Regions from separate parts of the Sus scrofa genome. Here region 2 is linked to region 1. A link is a contact called in public Hi-C data. All regions are on one chromosome and are shown on one strand. The core of a region is the stretch at or near the end of the contact, and the rest is flanking DNA. Distances in the headings are between cores, read along the strand shown. Region 1 holds the start of LAPTM4A (lysosomal-associated transmembrane protein 4A). Region 2 holds the start of WDR35 (WD repeat-containing protein 35).

The links. Hi-C and Micro-C count contacts between places; a contact is called where the count stands out from the background.
Region 2: a contact with region 1 is called in a Hi-C map of liver, with 1.8 times the contacts expected there. The contact joins the promoter of WDR35 here to the promoter of LAPTM4A in region 1. A contact is called at or near these places in 6 of 47 Hi-C or Micro-C datasets (alveolar macrophages, fetal liver, heart right ventricle and 2 more) and 2 of 2 datasets of contacts at active chromatin or transcription factors (alveolar macrophages and skeletal muscle).

The regions. Positions count from the first base shown.
Region 1 is chr3:118,150,384-118,153,259 of Sscrofa11.1, reverse strand. It overlaps LAPTM4A (lysosomal-associated transmembrane protein 4A), which reads right to left and starts at 1,394. Exons shown (of 7, transcript XM_005662724.3): 1 at 1-1,394. The coding sequence starts at 106.
Region 2 is chr3:118,207,575-118,210,512 of Sscrofa11.1, reverse strand. It overlaps WDR35 (WD repeat-containing protein 35), which reads right to left and starts at 1,401. Exons shown (of 29, transcript XM_021087811.1): 1 at 1,246-1,401; 2 at 461-578. The coding sequence starts at 1,269.

The DNA.
Region 1 (2,876 bases), core at 145-2,644:
ACCAGGTCCCCAGGATGATCGTCCCGGTGCGGACATGGCAACAGCCGCAGCACCGGGTGCTGTAGAACCGGTCGCTGCGGCTCCGCTTGAAAGTCATGGACACCATCGGGAAACTCGTGGGCCTCGTTCGTGGCCGGGCCCCTGACAAACGCCTTCCGCCCAGCGGTTGATACCAGACGGCTCTCTCAAAGCGTCCAAAACCAAACGACGCGTCTTCAAGCCAGCCCCCGGCCAGGGCCCCAGCCAAGAGGCTTCGCACCTGCGCACTGAGTACCGAGCGCCACTCTCGCGCGAGTTCCTTTTAGCCTTTTTCTCCACCTTTCCCGCACTCAGGCCAATAGAAGAGCGAAAAGCTGGGCGGACGCGGCCCTTGATTGGAAAAGCCTGGAGATTGACAAGACTCACGCCCAATCAGAATCGCAACTCGTCTTAGCACTAATAAATCCCCGCCTCTCACGTGAGGGCATGAGCTAGCTCGTCGGTCTAGAGGAGTTCTGGTTGGGGGCGAGGTCGGTAGTTCACCATTCCCAAGAGAAGCGTTTGATGGCAAAAAGGAGAGGCGAGATGAGGTGGGTGGCGGAAAGCCTGCACGAAGGACTTTTCTGAGTGACGTCTGCCACGTACCGCTTCCGAAGTGTCACGGGACAACAGCTGCTCACGTGACCTTTGCGCGCAGTTTGATTATTGGGCTGGTCAGGGGCGGGGCCTGTGAGGAAGGGGCGGGGCGGGGCTAATTCCCGCTCCGGGGCCTTTTCGACTGAAGAAATTCGGGACTTCCTGGAGGAGTAAGGTTAGGTTTCTGTTTTAACTCACACTGACGCCTCCATGGTAGAAGCAAAGAAATACCATTCCCTGCCAAGGGCAGCTAAGAAGGATTGAGAAAAATAGAAGCAAAATAAAGTGGAAGAACTGCTTAGCTCCTGGGTAATGATAGAGTGACGTTTATACGGAAAAATTATGAAACACAATGACACACAAGGAAACACAATTTCACAAAAATGGTGAAACACAGGGACCTAGGCGTTTTCCGTGAAAAACCAGCCATTGTCTGGCTCACTTTTCTGGGTATTCTGCATCTACAGGGGCTCTCCATCTTTCCTTGTGGAGCTAAGGGAGCAAAGAATGTCATCTGCCCATTTCAGTAAACAAAGGAAATTGTGGCATCAAGGCATCAGCCTCTGAAGCCACCACCAGTGGGTGGTACACCCTGAGGGGATTCAGGATAGCAGAAAAATAGGTTGCTGGCACTCGATGGTAAGGTGCATATCAAAGGGATAGTTTCAGTAAGCCTAGACTCTTGGATTTTACCATAAATGGAAAAGCCCTGTGATCTTGATGTTCTGACTACCTGGGATTTTTTTGTAAAAAACCGCTGTATATCCGCTGCTTCTTTACCTCTTTAGAACAGCCCCTGAGAGCTGTCTGAGAGAATGTCTCCTGGACTCAAGTCCTCAGTAAATCTGGCAAATAAAACATAGTTCTCAGCTTTTAGGTTGTGCATGGTTTTTTTGTTTTTTGGGTTTTTTTCAGTAGACATCTGTTCAACTCTAAATTGTAGATAACTGATAGCAAGAGGAAATATTCTTCTTGTCCATCAAACTTCTTGTTGAATTCCCCCTCCTTGGAAAAAGCCATTTTGCAGCTATTTGTAAATTCTTTTCCCAGTCCTGGTTTGAACAATGTAAGTAGTTACTTTATTGGTTCTTTAAACTGGTTCTTATATCTTACTGGTCCCCTTATTGATTAATTACTAAATAAGATCTTTGAGACTGTTCATTTTGTATTTGTATGAGACATGACTTTTAAGAAAATACATGGTTTTATTCTTTGGAAAGTACACTTGTGTTTAGAGGACAAAAATGGCAGTTCCTATTGTGACTCAATGGTAACAAACCTGACTAGTATTCATGAGGACACAGGTTCGATCCCTGGCCTCGCTCAGTGGTTTAAAGATCTGGTGTTGCTGTGAGCTATGGTGTAGGTCACAGACACAGCCTGGATCTGACATTGCTGTGGCTGTGGTGTAGGCCGGCAACTATGGAGCCCATTTAAACGATAGCCTGGGAACTTTCATGTCCCTCAGGTGTAGCCCTAAAGAGACCAAAAGAAAAAAAAAGAAAAAAAAGGTCTTCCCCTTTGCCATTCTTAGCTGAACACTGTGCTGAATTTAGTGTAAAGGTTATTGCGCTGGCATGGCTTCAGTGAATGCTGTCTGAAATTGTATATTGATTGTTGATTATTTATCTCCCCCACTAAAATGTTCATTCTAGAACAGCAGAGACTCTGCTTACTTCTCAGCACTGAAGGAATTGTCCACGCACAATTACCCTGCTTTGCATCATACTTTTAAACTTTCTGGGAGGCCATCCATAGTTAAGCCAAGCTACACTAAAGAATGGAATGAGGTGGTAGCAGTTTAACTCAGAATGAATTATGAATTTCTCCACTAATCAGGGAGTAGACTAATAATCCCCACCACACCAAAACAAATTGTTTTTCATAGCCCTTGCTATGTAGTATACATGTGTCCAATCACTTTATTTTGAATCATTTCATCTTCAAACACAACAAATCTATAAGGCAGGCACTTTGATGTTACTTGACTCAACAAAGAAGTTACATTACATGTCCAAAGTTACAAGGCCAGTATGTGCTGCAGCTGTGGCGCACTTCACAACTGCAGTGCAGGTTCAATGCCTGGCACAGGAACTTCCATGTGCTCAGGGTGCAAGAGGAGAAAAAGAAAGTCAGCCCTCACATTCATTATGGTAGAGGTGATATCTGCTATCACAGGGTAATAAAGGATGTTATGGAAGCACAATATGGAAAAGGAATATCTAACCTAGGAGTTCCCTGGTTGTTCAGTGAGTTAAGGA
Region 2 (2,938 bases), core at 152-2,651, 57 kb before region 1:
ACAAGGGATTTATTAATAAAAAGGTTTTAATTCCACTTTCTGTTCTTGGAAACTAGGTACATACTTATTAGCACATCTGAAGAGTGGAAAGGATGAGAGAGGCCTGTAAACAATTTGCCAAAATGTGAGATTTTGTGACCTTAGTGAAATGCTGATTCACATCATTTTTATTAGCCTCAATAATATAGCACAATAAATAACACTTAGCATAAGGCAGCATAGTGACTTAGTTTTCATTCTTTGTTCTCTTTCACTTTCCATCAATAACTTTAGCAAAAACCTTCTGATGTTTACATTGGATATTCTCTGAACTTTATTGAGAAAATACTCTAGAAAAACACCTCCAAATATCTGGGGTTTTGTTTTTTTTCCTTTTGAAAGAATTAGAATTGCATTCTGACAAACCCCATGAACAAATCTCACAGAACAAGTTCAAAGATTTTGGCTTATGTTCATTTACCTGTCTGCGTCTCCAATTTCAAAACTTTCAGTAATCCATCTTCACCACCACAGGCTATGAATCCTTGGTCCTTGTTCCAAGATATACATTTCAGCTTCACGTTATTGGGAATAGAAATCTGAAAAGTAACCACAGCCATTCTCACAACTTTCCACGAAGGGGCTGGGAATGAGTCTACGGGAGATGAGCGCCGAAGAAGAAAAACGGCAGCCTTGAGAACTTGAGCCTTATGAAAATTAGCATAGTCCCCTGAACTGCCCCGGGCCCCACATTTGTAAAAGAAAGAAAGAAAGGCAAGAGAAGGGCCGTGACTGCGAACGAACCCAACGGGGAAGTGACCTGATGCATTTTTTAAAGCAGGGGGCGTGTAACGGTGGCATAAATCTATACCGTCAAGCCACATTCCCTTTCCACACACCCTTTGGCTACATTTTTATTATTACTTTTCTCCTACCCAGAAGCCCGGGATGATCCAAAGAATTTAAGTCACCCGAATCGGAAACAGGTAGAAACACGCAGTGCTCTGCCCTCACCCCTGGCCCCCGCAAAGGACCTAACCAGGGGCAGGAATGAGAAAGAATTGTGCGAGAGAGCTGCTGGCTTCGCCAAGGACTATTTGGGACTGGGGGACTGGCAGGAGGAGGTCCCAGGCTGGATCATGCAGGAATGCGGGAGGAGGGATGGCGAAACGGCGATCTGGACGCCCGGCCTCTCGGGCAGGATGCGGGAAAGCCTGCAGGACTAGAGATGGGAGGGGGAGCGAGGACAAACCCTGGGAAACTCACTTTCTTGCTCAGGTAAAAGAACATCCTAGGAACCCTGAGAGGACAACCCCAGCAGTCAAGGCCCGCAACGGGAAACTTCTAAGCAGCCAACTGCCAGCACCAGCGGCTCTCGGAAGCTCCCGTCGCCCTGGCAACCGCCAGCGCCCGGTCGCATCCGGGGCGCCAAAGGACACTTCCGGTGTCGCCCTCGCATCGTCCTGCGCCTGCGCGGACGTCGTGGGCGCGGTGGTAGAGCCGGGGTCGCGGGCCCGAGTGGAGGCTGTACTTGGTTGTTGTGCTAGTGGTCCTTTGTGCCCTGCCCCGGGGCCGGACGGCGTCCCTCAGCGCCCTGTCTCGTCGCCTCAGCTGCCCTCCGTCCACGCGGGCTCCGAGGACCGGCCACACCTCGGACGGTCTCGGTGGAACTCGCCCGGGTTGTCTGCACCAACACAGGAGGAAAGGCACCCCTTCAGATGAGGTCGTAATGACCGGGTGTTTTCTAAGCCCCAAGGGGCCAACATTGTTGAAAGGGAAACGTTTTTGACTGCATTTGGTAGCCTGGCGCCGTTGGCCAAATGGAGGCACAAACGTGTTTTCGAAGCTTGCAAACCTTCCTTTGGGGATTAGCTCCCCGGAATAACTTGGGTGTTGGAGAGTTTGTTAATTCTCTTTGTTTTAGAACTTTTTAGTGGTTTGCTTAAGGTGTTACTGCAGCCCAAGGATCCCGATAAAAAACATGCGTGATAAAAAGAATGTATGTGAGCATGTCATTTCTTTGGGGGCATAGCCTTCCATCTTTAATTGAGGTGTTTAGGATTTTCTTGCTTGCTGTCGCCTATTTTATAGTCTTCTTTTTTCTACCTTAGTTCTTTCTTCAATTCTCTTTGTCCTTTCTGAATGCTTGGAGAGTTACCGCCACAATTTTCAACATAGGGCAGAAACGCCCATGAAATTATGTAGTCTCACCTATTTTCTCTTTCTTTCTGGTTTTCTCTTCTCCTTATTTGTGGCTAGCACTGTTGATTTGTAAATCTAGCATGTGCTTTACGCTGCGGTAGCTAATTTTCCCACCTAGAGCCATTCCCTAGATCAGGCAAATAAGGTCCAAATTCTTTGACCGAGGTCTCTTGCCTCACCCAGCATACTCAAAAATTGACAATGGTCCTAGTGCATTTTCCATCAAATCTAAACCCCGGATAAAATCAGATCTTCCATCAATCCTAAAATGAAGATTTGGTGTCCCCACTTTAAGCAAGCCAATGTGCTTTCATCCCAGCATTCCTGACTGCCTAGAAGGCCATTTAGTATATCCTATGATTTCCTACCCTCTTGGCCAGTTGTGCCTAGTCAAACAACACAAATCAGGTCTCGCTGAGAAATTCTTTCCAAACTTAACCCCCCCATCCCATTCAGATAATATATTTTTTATTTGTTTTAAAATGTATGTGTATTTTTCTTCAGCATCAGCTGTACATTCCTAAGATATGTTGGCACCCTGATCACGGGCTCCCTATTACTGGAGTCAAGAAAGAAAAAAAAATCAGTTACTATTTAAGTCAAGGGATTCCAATCAACTGGCCAAGGTTAAGATGTGATTAGGGAGTTCCCGTCGTGGCGCAGTGGTTAACGAATCCGACTAGGAACCATGAGGTTGCGGGTTCGGTCTCTGCCCTTGCTCAGTGGGTTAACGATCCGGTGTTGTCCGGTGTTGCCG